Regions from separate parts of the Mus musculus genome. Here all the other regions are linked to region 2. Evidence: chromatin contacts called from public Micro-C and promoter capture Hi-C data. All regions are on one chromosome and are shown on one strand. Each heading gives the region's core, a stretch centred on a gene start, on an enhancer-like site or on the middle of the called end of the contact. The rest is flanking DNA. Distances are from core to core; before and after follow the strand shown. Region 1 holds the start of Lmo2 (LIM domain only 2). Region 2 holds the start of D430041D05Rik (RIKEN cDNA D430041D05 gene). Region 3 holds the start of Tcp11l1 (t-complex 11 like 1).

What was found. Promoter capture Hi-C pulls out the DNA fragments that hold promoters and counts their contacts. Hi-C and Micro-C count contacts between places; a contact is called where the count stands out from the background.
Region 1: a Micro-C map of embryonic stem cells shows a contact between it and region 2, with 1.7 times the contacts expected there. The contact joins the promoter of Lmo2 here to the promoter of D430041D05Rik in region 2. A contact is called at or near these places in 6 of 39 promoter capture datasets (cranial neural crest, embryonic stem cells, liver and 2 more) and 1 of 484 Hi-C or Micro-C datasets (embryonic stem cells).
Region 3: a contact with region 2 is called in a promoter capture Hi-C map of embryonic stem cells. The contact joins the promoter of Tcp11l1 here to the promoter of D430041D05Rik in region 2. A contact is called at or near these places in 9 of 39 promoter capture datasets (the HPC-7 cell line, cranial neural crest, embryonic stem cells and 4 more) and 1 of 9 other capture datasets (adipose tissue).

What each region holds. Positions count from the first base shown.
Region 1 is chr2:103,968,159-103,971,670 of GRCm38.p6, reverse strand. Lmo2 (LIM domain only 2) reads right to left here and starts at 1,384. Exons shown (of 3, transcript NM_008505.4): 1 at 959-1,384. The coding sequence starts at 1,209. The region is part of intron 1 of Gm38515 (a long non-coding RNA gene); the gene reads left to right.
Region 2 is chr2:104,408,829-104,412,241 of GRCm38.p6, reverse strand. It overlaps D430041D05Rik (RIKEN cDNA D430041D05 gene), which reads left to right and starts at 1,631. Exons shown (of 21, transcript NM_001368844.1): 1 at 1,631-2,313. The coding sequence starts at 2,079.
Region 3 is chr2:104,710,208-104,713,783 of GRCm38.p6, reverse strand. It overlaps Tcp11l1 (t-complex 11 like 1), which reads left to right and starts at 1,622. Exons shown (of 10, transcript NM_177190.5): 1 at 1,622-1,808. It overlaps Gm6306 (predicted gene 6306), which reads right to left and starts at 3,477. Exons shown (of 1, transcript NR_166704.1): 1 at 881-3,477.

The DNA.
Region 1 (3,512 bases), core at 135-2,634, 440 kb after region 2:
TTGGTCTTGTGTTAACAAATCCCTTCAAAGGATTAGATGAGGACTTCAAAGGAATAAAAACTCAAAACCAGACAGCTAATGACTCTTAAAAGGGCATTTGTGTGGACGTGGAAAAAAAAAAACCGATACCTTCGTTCCTGGCTCCCCTTGTTAAGGCTAGAGAATGGGCTAGGAGGGTACAGGCTGTGGAATGGGGAAGGGAGGGGGGGCTGTTCTTTGCAAACCAGCGCAAAGCTCAGAGCACTAGACAGTACATGCTCATTAAAGCTCTGGTTCGCTGACACACACACACACAGCCCTTCTGAGAGTTCGATGAGATTCTGCTCCCTAGAAAAACATACTAGACAGAAAAAAAAATGTGCACTAACTTTCGAGGTTCACATGCCCGCACTAGGAAACTCAGGGGAGGGGCGAACATGTACCGGGAGGAACGACAGATTAGCAATTCTAGAAGTCTCTGGAGGCCAGAACCAGTTCCCAGGTGGACAAGCGGACCTCATCAACTGTCCGCTCTACTCCGGGCCTGGTAGGAGAGTCGACGTCGGAGACCCCGGGATGTTCTAGTTGGGATGCCCCCCTTTCCAAGGCCAAATGGACAAAAAGGAAGGGAACCTGGAGAGGGTGGGACGAAAAGGGAGAAGGCAGAATCTTGTCCTCCACTCTCCCTGCCCTGCACCTGTGCCTCAGAGCTCCGGGTGCCAGCTCCTGGGCAAACTTTCTGGCCCTGGTAAAGGTTTGGGGAGCTTTCCAGATAGCCCGGAGCGGTCCGCAGGGTCGATCCCAGTTACAGCTTCCGCCGCCCAGTCCCTCTCGGTGTTTCCAGAGTCACCCGCGAGGAAAGAGAACCCCTGGGAGACGGAGGGATCAAGGGCACGCTGCGGGCGCGCACCTGGAGTCAGCCCCTCGCGCCTAGCCTGGGACCCTGTTTGGGGTGCCGGAACAGAAGCGCCACACTTACTCAGACGGGTCCAGGCTCTTCCTTTCGATGGCCGAGGACATTGGGGAGGGGGGCGGCGTGCCGGGCGGCGGGGGCGCTCCCTTTGTGGCGCGTGGCTGGCTAGCTGCCTGGACTCGGACCCCCTCGGGTGCTCGGGCGCCGCCGCTCCTGCGCCTCCTCTTGCTCGGTCGCTCCGCTGGCGAGCTCGCCCCTCCACGCTCAAGGACAGTCACCGCGCTCCCTTCAAACGCCAAAGAGAGAGAGCGAATCATCCAGCTGCCCGGCGCGCGGCGGCCAAGGCAGGGGGCCGGGGAGCAGCCCGGCCTCCCTCCGGTGGCTGCGACAGCTGCCGCTGCTCAGGACTTAACCTTCCATCCCGGTCCCGCTGCCGTCACCACAGCCGCCGCCGCCGCCGCCCGGTCCCGATCGCGCGCAGTAGCCGGCTCCGCCCGGTCGCCCCGAGCCCCTCGCACCTTCGCCGGGGTCGGGGCGCCGGGGGCAGTGAGGGGGCGGCGGCCTGGGGGCGGGGAGCTGACCGCGCGGCTCTCCCCAGGCTCCCTCCTCTCTCGCGAAGGTCTATTTTCGCTCAGCTTCCCTCTGTCTCTGGTTTCATTTCCTTTTTCCTGATCACGATTCAAATACAATAGAAGGAAATCACATTTAAAGAGACAGCTGCCCGCCCCCTCCCCCCTTTTTTTCTTCCTTTTTTTTTTTTTTTTTAAACGGGGCTCCTGGGGATTAGCAATCCAAATAGCGGCGGCGGCGGCGGCGGCGGCGGCAGCGGCAGCAGCAGCAACGGCGACAGCGGCAGCCCTGACTTGGCTTCTTAAAAGGGCCCGCGGCAGAGACCGAGAGTCTCCCCTGAGCCCCTCTCCTGGGGCAAGAATCCCGCTGCCACTAAACTGTCTTTTTCAGAGTTCCCCTTCTTCTGCCTTTCCCTTTGGCCTCAGGCTGAAAGTAACCACTCGCCCGTTCCAGCAGGAAAGAAAAGACAAGAATGTGAAATAAGCACCTGCAGAAATGCAAGCGTTGCTAATGGCTGGCTAGCGCGCGCTCGTCTCGGGTTCGAGGTCCCAAGTCCACAGTCGTGGTGCTCTGCGATGCCCGAGACAGTGCGGCTCTGCTGGCGGCAAGCTAGTAGCTGCGACTGCTCTCCAGAGAGGGGCGCAAGCTGTGTGACCAGGAACCTCACGCGCTAGGTGCGCCTGAGCAGAGCTGGGGGCAGCTAATCCCGCAGGGAGGGTGTCTGGGAGGGACCACGTTGTCCGGGTCTCCTCTCCATCTGCTGGCGGCAGAATTCCCTCCCCTAGCCTCTTTCAAAGAGCGAACTCCAGCGGTGAGGCTGGCCCTCTCTGTAAAGTATCAGCAGCAATACTTGCTTGGACCGGAGGAAGTTCCTTCCCGATAAAAAGACTTTCAGTTATTACTTACTATTATTTTGTCTTATATAAAACAAAGAAAAGGGCAGGTTTCTCCTTCAAGCTTGAAGACAAGTTCTAGAAGGAGAAAGAAATACAGAAGGGAAGAGATGGATTCCAGCTAGCTACTTTTCAGGAGAAAAACCTAGGTCCCCCTGGGCCTTGAGTTCCTTGAAACTGAGTCCAGAAATGATCGTTCAAGGCCCGTTAGCTTATGATGATGACAGTCTTCAGGTTTGTAAAGAGGAAAGTCCCGAGTGCTCTCAGAATCCATTGTTTAGTAAGAACAGCCCGGATCAAAGACATAGGCATTTCAGCCCCAATTTAAAGATTGCTTTAATAACCTAGACCAGCTCACCCCGGAAGATGATAGTCAGAAATGAATTCCCGGATTCCCCGTACTGAGCAAAGTCCTCCCTGATTTCTCCCTAGCAATAGCCTGAACCACTACCCACAGATTCGTGTCATTTCCCTCTCTCTCCATGTCCTGACACGTATACTGAAAGGGAATAATTAAAATCTGTGTTTGTGCGCCTGCCCTCGTGTTGGTCCAAAACCCACCTTCAGTGTATAAAAAGATATTTTCTATTTAAGTCCTTAGTTTTTCTAAATTAAAAAACAAATTTTTTACAATGTTTAGGCAAGCCTAAATTATATGATAAATACATAACTTGTTATTCTACTTTCATTTCTATCTGAAGTGAAAATAAACATTGTTAGTGGTAGCACAGGCCAGTAATCCCAGGTCAGGCAGGGCAGGAGCATTAGGGATTCTAAGTCATCCTCCCCTACAAAGTTCGTCACAGGCCAGTCTGGGCTACAGGAGACAGTGTCTCAAAACCAAAACCAAAAGAAGAAAAAGAAACAATGAAAACACACGGGTTGTGATTAGCAGTATATCTACTTAATAATGATGTTTTAATGCCGAGCCACTAGAACCATATTTCCTGGGGTTGCTTTAGACTCTTATCAGCTCATGTGACTAGGAAAACTACCTTCAAGATACGGCATGAAGAAAGTGGCTGAGGAGTTTGCCTGTATTGTAACCTCCCTTTTACCATCATGTGAACTCAGCTGAACAAGCAGAATTTACACTTTCAGCATCCTTGTTAGTAAAATGGGAATAATGGGATTTACTAACTAGAGGGTTTGGTGTA
Region 2 (3,413 bases), core at 382-2,881:
TGCTTTATTCATTTAGAGTATGGAGATAAAGATTAAAAGACAACTCTCAGGAGCTGTTTTTGTCTTACCATGTAGGTAGGTCCCAGGGACCAAGCTCAGATTGCCGGTCTTGGTAGCAGGTGGCCTCGCTCCATGAACTGTCTCACCAGCCCTGGGACTTTTTTGAGTGCTGATATGGCACAGAGGTGTTTCATATTTTTTTGAGCATTTCTGATTTTAAGAACCCACACTACTGCAGTTCAGATCTGAAATGCACGATAAGACACACCTGCTCTCTGAAGTTAGCGTGTGCAAATACATCTCCTGCTTTGCAGTCTAACTGCCGTCCTGCGGACACAGGTGAGGGGGAGACAAGCCTTCTCCAGAACCATGGGCCATCGTGGTATGTGTGTGTGTGTAATAGAGAGAGAGAGAGAGAGAGAGAGAGAGAGAGAGAGAGAGAGAGAGAGAGAGAGACAGAGACAGAGACAGAGACAGAGACAGAGAGAGACACACACAGAGAGAGAGGATGAATGAGAGAGCAGCTTCCATTTCTCAGCATCCCCCTGCTTGCTGTGCTGGGCCTGGAACACACCAGGCCAGGCCGGCCTCAGAGGTTTGACCTCACGGATCTCTTTAGATTGTTTCTTCAGCTTGCCTTGTTCCTTGACCTCCTTCTGGTCTTCTCCCACATGTCACCTTCTCAGTGAAGCCTCTTTACCTCCTGTTTACTGCTGCAATACCTCCATCTCCACTTTCCAGCATTTTACCTTACCATTTTCTCTGAGGCTTTTTAAGCACTGTCTGGTAGTCAATTTATTACCTACAGAGATTATGTTTGTGGCTCCTGTCCAAGTGTCTGGAATAGGGCCCGGCATATAACAGGGCCAGGTCAGTGCAAATGCTTTTCCCTGACACAGTCGCTGGCAAGCAATGGGTGCTGCTGGGTTTGCTGCTATCCTGTGGACAACTTATTGACTGAAGGGAGTTTGAAGCACCTGCGAACTAGATAGCCTGCTCAAGGGTACAGATGCAGAACAAGGGTAAGGGCAGAAGGACAACTCAGCTGACTCTGCCCTTTCATCCTACTAGAGAGAGACTGACTAGTCAGCTCTCTTATTTGGGAAAGACTTTTTGGAAATGCCTGTAGTTGTCCCAAAGCTCAATGCACTGCCTCTCTCATAGTATGGCTGCAACAAATGTTTATAACGTGTTTTATTTACTTCAGTGTTTCATTGCAAATAGGGCACAACAGCTCTAGTTCTTTGGGGGTAAATTTGGCAGGCAGGTGTCTGCCAGCCCCCCAGAGTAGCAGTGAACAACCTGCACCAAGCTCTTCCGCTCATCCTCGGAAAGCTTTTCCAAGATGCAGGTTGAGCACCTAGCTTTCTCAGCACGTTGACCGTCGACCGTGAAGGTATCTAGGTGTCCAGTCCCTTCTCCGGTCAGAGGGCTATCCCAGCCTACCTTTCCTTCTCACGATCTGGGAACCCTGGGCGGAGGAAAGTCCCCCTCAACGAGGACCTCGCCAGCGCAGGGCAGGGTTCAGCCCCGCGCGCGGGAGCTGGGGGCGCGCGGTGGTTTCGCGCGGGGATGCGCGCGCGCGCCTGCCTCGCCTCCCTTGCCCGCTCCTGTGCTACGTGCTTTCTTTGTCAATGAGGCGCCGCTCGGAGCTGCAGTAGCTTTCGCGGCTGGAGCCAGAGCCTAGCGATCCAGTGAACCGACAGAGATAGAGACCTGGGCGCAGGGGCGGCGGCGGGCGGCACGCTGCACGAGCTAGGTCCGCGGGTCTCCGTGTCTCGCAGCCTCGCGCTCGAGGTGTAGCATCCGGCCCTGGGGAGGGGACCGGGGCGCCGCCCGTCCCACCCTCGCCGCACCGTGGGAACCCCCATGCAACCCCGGTACCCGCGCGCCTGAAGCCGCGGCTCCATTGAGCCCGCCTCCCACCGAGGCAGGACGAGCGAGCAGCTCGCACCTCCTGCCTCCCTCCGACTCCCGGGCCATGGCCCGAGATGCCCGGTGAGGAGCGGTGCGCGGAGGGCTGGGCTCACCGGCGCGGTGTGGAACGAGGCAGCGGCCTGGATGTATGAACAGTCCCTATGGCTCTGCAGGAGGCGAAGCCCCAGGGCCCGAGCGAAGCTGAGCCGGCAGCGCGGGAGCCCAGGGACCGGCTCCGGGAGCAAGGGCTCTGCGGGGCGGGCGGGATCGCCGCGCGTTGCCAGGGCGTGAGAAGCTCCGAGGCCCGCCGGTCCGAGGATGTGCTGCTGCGGCGGCCGCTGCTGCTGGGACTCTTGCTGCTGGCTGCCCTCTCCGGGCACTGCTGGGCCGACTCCGGTAAGCGCTTGGCAGCGGCTCTCCGCCCGCGGCGGGGTCTGGAGCCGCTTAACCGCGTGGTGGTGGGTGGTGGGCTCTTTGCAGCACCGCCAGGCTTTTATTTGCCCTTAGCAGTTGCACCAGCGGGCGAACTGTCAGAAATCTGTCTCTTGAGAAGGCATCGTGGGCGGTGAAGAAAGAGGCACGTTTTTATCTTTAATTTTTCCTCCCTGGACAAGTTGTAAATGCTTCCTGGTGGTCCCACAAACACGCTTCCTTTAGCTAGACATGGCGTAGTTAGGATAGCATAAAAGAGACCTGTTCAGTGGGATGTTGTGGATGTTTTGGGCTTCCCGTTGCTAGTATTCACTTTGTCTTAAGTGCAAGGAATGACCTGAGAGTTTGAAGCAATTTCTGTGTCAAAATAGCGTTCCCCCGTTGCTCATAACAGGTTCCCCTCCCTTCCTTTTGGGAATGAGGTACTTAAAATAATTGATTGCATTTTGCAAAAGGTTCAGGCATTGATCAAATGTATACCTATTTTTTACAAGAGGCTCGTTGAAGAAGAGTCACTCTTGGTGCTCAGACCACCAACGATCCTTCAGAAACAGATTTCTGTACTTCCGCGGACGATTTTGTGGATCTGTTGTAACTATTTGGGCAGAATTATTCTGCAGAAGTGCTTTGAAACTTACACTGCGCGGCCAGCCATGGTCTTTGAAATAAGAATGATTGCTATGACTCCCGTGAAGGGCAAGCTTCTGTGTTTGTGGTGGAATTCTAGATTATAGATACATTCAGCCTAACAAATGCAAACCTCTCATTTTAGGTAACTGGTTTCTGTAGTGCTGCAGCTTTTAGTGAGGACCAAGGAGAACCGCCCCTCGCCCTCCAACACGTGTCTATGTATGGCCTTTCCCCATATCAGATTGGAAGTCCCAGTTTTGAAGGAGCTTATACCAGTTTTAAATTACGTATTCTGGTGGGCTATATCTATATAACTGTTTAATTTAAAGCCATTTCCCTTTGATTCACTTAAAAGTCACTGACAAGGAGTCTGTGTGTCCAGGAATTTCTGTTGTGATTCTTTCTTGTAGTTCCAAAATTCAGTAGTTGACCTT
Region 3 (3,576 bases), core at 373-2,872, 300 kb before region 2:
CTGACTGCTCTTCCAAAGGACATGAGTTCAAATCCCAGCAACCACATGCATGGTTCACAACCATCTGTAATGAGATCTGATGCCCTCTTCTGGTGTGTCTGAAGACAGCTACAGTGTACCTATATAAAATAAGTAAATAAATCTTTAAAAACAAACAAGCCGGGCAGTGGTGGCGCACACCTTTAATCCCAGCACTTGGGAGGCAGAGGCAGGTGGATTTCTGAGTTCGATGCCAGCCTGGTCTACAAAGTGAGTTCCAGGACAGCCAGGGCTACACAGAGAAACCCTGTCTCCAAAAACCAAAAAAAGCCCAACAAAACCACAAATTTTAAAATGTGCTTTCATTTTAATCCCAGGTATAGGGATGGGGGAACTGCTTAGGACTGTCTGCAACAGCGGACAATGATTTGCCTCGAGCTCCAGCTCCGTTTTGCGAGCTGCAAATAGTTTCTATGATTGTGTGAGTTGGGAATTCTGGAAACTTTTCAGTGATATATAAACAGTAGGTGGGGCCCGGAGTTTACATATGCGGTTTGTTAGTAGTAGTGCTTAAAGAAAAAAAAAGAAAAAAAGAAAAAAGGAAAGAAATTAAATTCAGGGATCCCTTAGCCGGGCGTGGTGGTGCACGCCTTTAACCCCAGCACTTGGGAGACAGAGGCAGGTGGATTTCTGAGTTCGAGGCTAGCCTGGTCTACAGAGTGAGTTCCTGGACAGCCAGGACTATACAGAGAAACCCTGTCTCGAAAAACCAAATCAATCAATCAAGAATCCCTCTCCCACCCCCACCCCCTCTGTCCTCTGTCTCTCCCCTCTATGCTTATTTCTCTTCGGTCTAGTGTTAGAGGGGGAAGGAGTGGGGGAGGAGAATCTACAAAGTAGCAAAGATTCCTATCTTTTATTTAAGATAGAGACAGATGACAAAGTATTTCTGTTAGTGAAGTTAGCTATTATAGCGCCCCAGGCTTGGAGTGGGGTGATGTTTTTGTTGGCTTAATTTTTTTTTTCTTGTACAACAATGATCATGCCCGCCCCAACTTTATGGACCCAGGGACATGATATTTAGGGGAAATGATCTTCCTTTCTGGAACGCAACTTCTCCAAGGGCTGAGCTAGGGAACCGCTGCTCTCGCCTCTTTTCATATCAAGCTGAAGCCTCGGTCACCCAAACACTTCGAAGGGACCGCTCAAGCCAGGGCTCAGAATCCAAAAGGAGCCTGTGAGTGTGTGGGTGTCCAAAATGAAGGCAAGGGAGTGAGATTGGCCTGGTTGATGGAATATTCAGTTTTCAAAGTCCTGGCAGGGAAAGTAGCTTCTAAGGCGCCCTGCGCTTTACCACACTTTTAACTGCGCGCCATCGCCTCCGCTTTTGCCCAACCTCAACATGGCGCCTCCCTGTGCGGCCGGAGCGACTTCGAGCCGGGGGCCACCGCACTCCCTCGGCCGCCCCCCTCCCCGGGCCCGCATCAGCCTTTCCACACAAAAACGTAGTGAAGCTCAGCTCCGAGCGCCAGATTCCCGAGCCCCTTGGTGACAGCGGGAGAGCCGGCCGCCGGTCCGTACAGGAGCATGGCGCCGCCCACGCTGGGCAGGCGCATCCCGCCTCCCCCGCCCCGCACTGAGCGCGGCCGGCGCTGCCCACCGACGCGGGGCACAGAGGACGGCCCGCAGCTCGGGGAGAGCCAGGCGCCCCGGCGGGGGTCGAGGCCCAGGCGCCCAGGCCGGCGCGCATCGCTCCCCCCCTTTCGCGTCGCGGACCCCGCGGTACTCGCAGCCGGAGTGACCCTGGGTGGTCGCCGACGCCGCGGCAGGTGAGCGGGGCAGAGGCCGGCGGGCCGGCCCGGGATCCACCGGGCGAAAGCGCTCCGGTTTCTGGACCTCTCCCAGCCGGTCGGGTCCCGAGGATGCAGGGTGGAGCGAGGAGGAGAACAGGGATGGGTGAGGCCCACCCTCCAGGCCGGACTCCCCGGCGCGCCCCTGCCCTCGCCGACCGAAACAGCTGTTTACGACGAAATCTGAACGCGGTTCCCGGCGCCGGGGGTCAGAGATCTTTTCTTTTCGCTTGAAAGACCCTTTCTGGAGGATTCTTTTGTGTTCAGCTTGGGCCGGCGTGCAGCTCCGACAGATGCCGGTCCCCGTGCCAGGATCCTCCCCCTCGGTTTCCTGGTTAGGTACCATAGGGTTTTATGATTGTTGAGTGAATGAATGAGAGCAATTAAATAGCACCCCCCCCCCCATAATCCTACTACTCTTTAATTATAGCTGCCAGTGTGGAATGGTGGTGGTGTGGCAGTCTGTGGCCGCAGGGTACCCTTATGCAGGAAACCAGGAGGCACTTAACTGTAGAAAACTGAAGCCACAGTAAAGACACAGAATGAGACCTCAGTAGTGATGGGGGAATAGGACATTTTAAGAAAAATGGGCCACTTTTACTGAAGTTATTGTCACTTTTAAACCACAGGTTCAGTGCTACCCAAAACACCTTGAACAACCCCTCCTAACAGTGACATCACACAGATGACACAGGGTTTTATGTCTGTCAACAAATGAGTATCTGTTTGCCGGGCTTGGGGGCTTAGGGGTATACTAATAGAGCATTTATGGAGAATATGATTGATCTTGGCTCTTGAGAAGTTCAAAATCTAGACAAAGCTTTTCATTTCATTTTTAGAGTACAAATTAGCGCTTTCCCCACCAGACCCCCAATTCCTCTTTCCATCTTTGCTTACTGCCACTTTTCCATTTCAGGCACCACTGGCTTTTCTGCTGGAGGAATGAAAACCCCCCTCCTTTCACCCCTACCCCGACGTTATAACTTGGTGAAATTCTACTCCTTTCAAAGACAGGTCACATGTCATCTTTTCTGGGAAAGTTTTCTCAGCTTCCTCCTCTTCAGAATAGCAGCGTCATGCTAATTTGAGTTTCATTGTGGCTCCTTGCAAGCATGCCTGTCCGTCTCTGATTAGATTGTTTTCAGCTTCCTATCCCTATTGGAATAATCATATTTTGACTGGAATTAAAGGCAGTGATGGATGCCAGCTGTCTCACAATCAGCCTTGCAGGACTTTGGAGAAAGATGTAAACATTCATAAGGTTGAAGGAAGAGCCCTGGGAGGAGACAGGACCTGAACAGGGTCTTGGGGGGACAGGGACAGTCTTTTGTGACTCAAGGCATCTTGCCTTTCCTCTTCTCTGTATCCAGTGAATGACTTCCTCTGGACAGCTCCCTGGTGTTTGAAGAGGATAAAATTAGATGTTTTGTTTCTTATAGAATCTGTAGGTAATGAACATTGGATCTGTTGCACTTCCAAACGCTAGTAGGATTTAAGACAATGGAGAAATGGGTTTTGGAAGGAAAAGTTGGGCAGGGAGTGGTGGCACATGGCTTTCTGGGATTGAAAGCCCCAGGAGCTGAGGTGGGCAGCTCTTCTTATGAGTTCGGGGGCTGTATGGTGAGTCCTAGGCTAGCTAGAAAGTACATGGGGTGGGGGGTGTGGAGGCTGGTCTTCCCAAGGTCCTGAGTTCAAATCCCAGCAACCACGTGGTGGCTCACAACCACCTGTAATGAGATCTGACGCC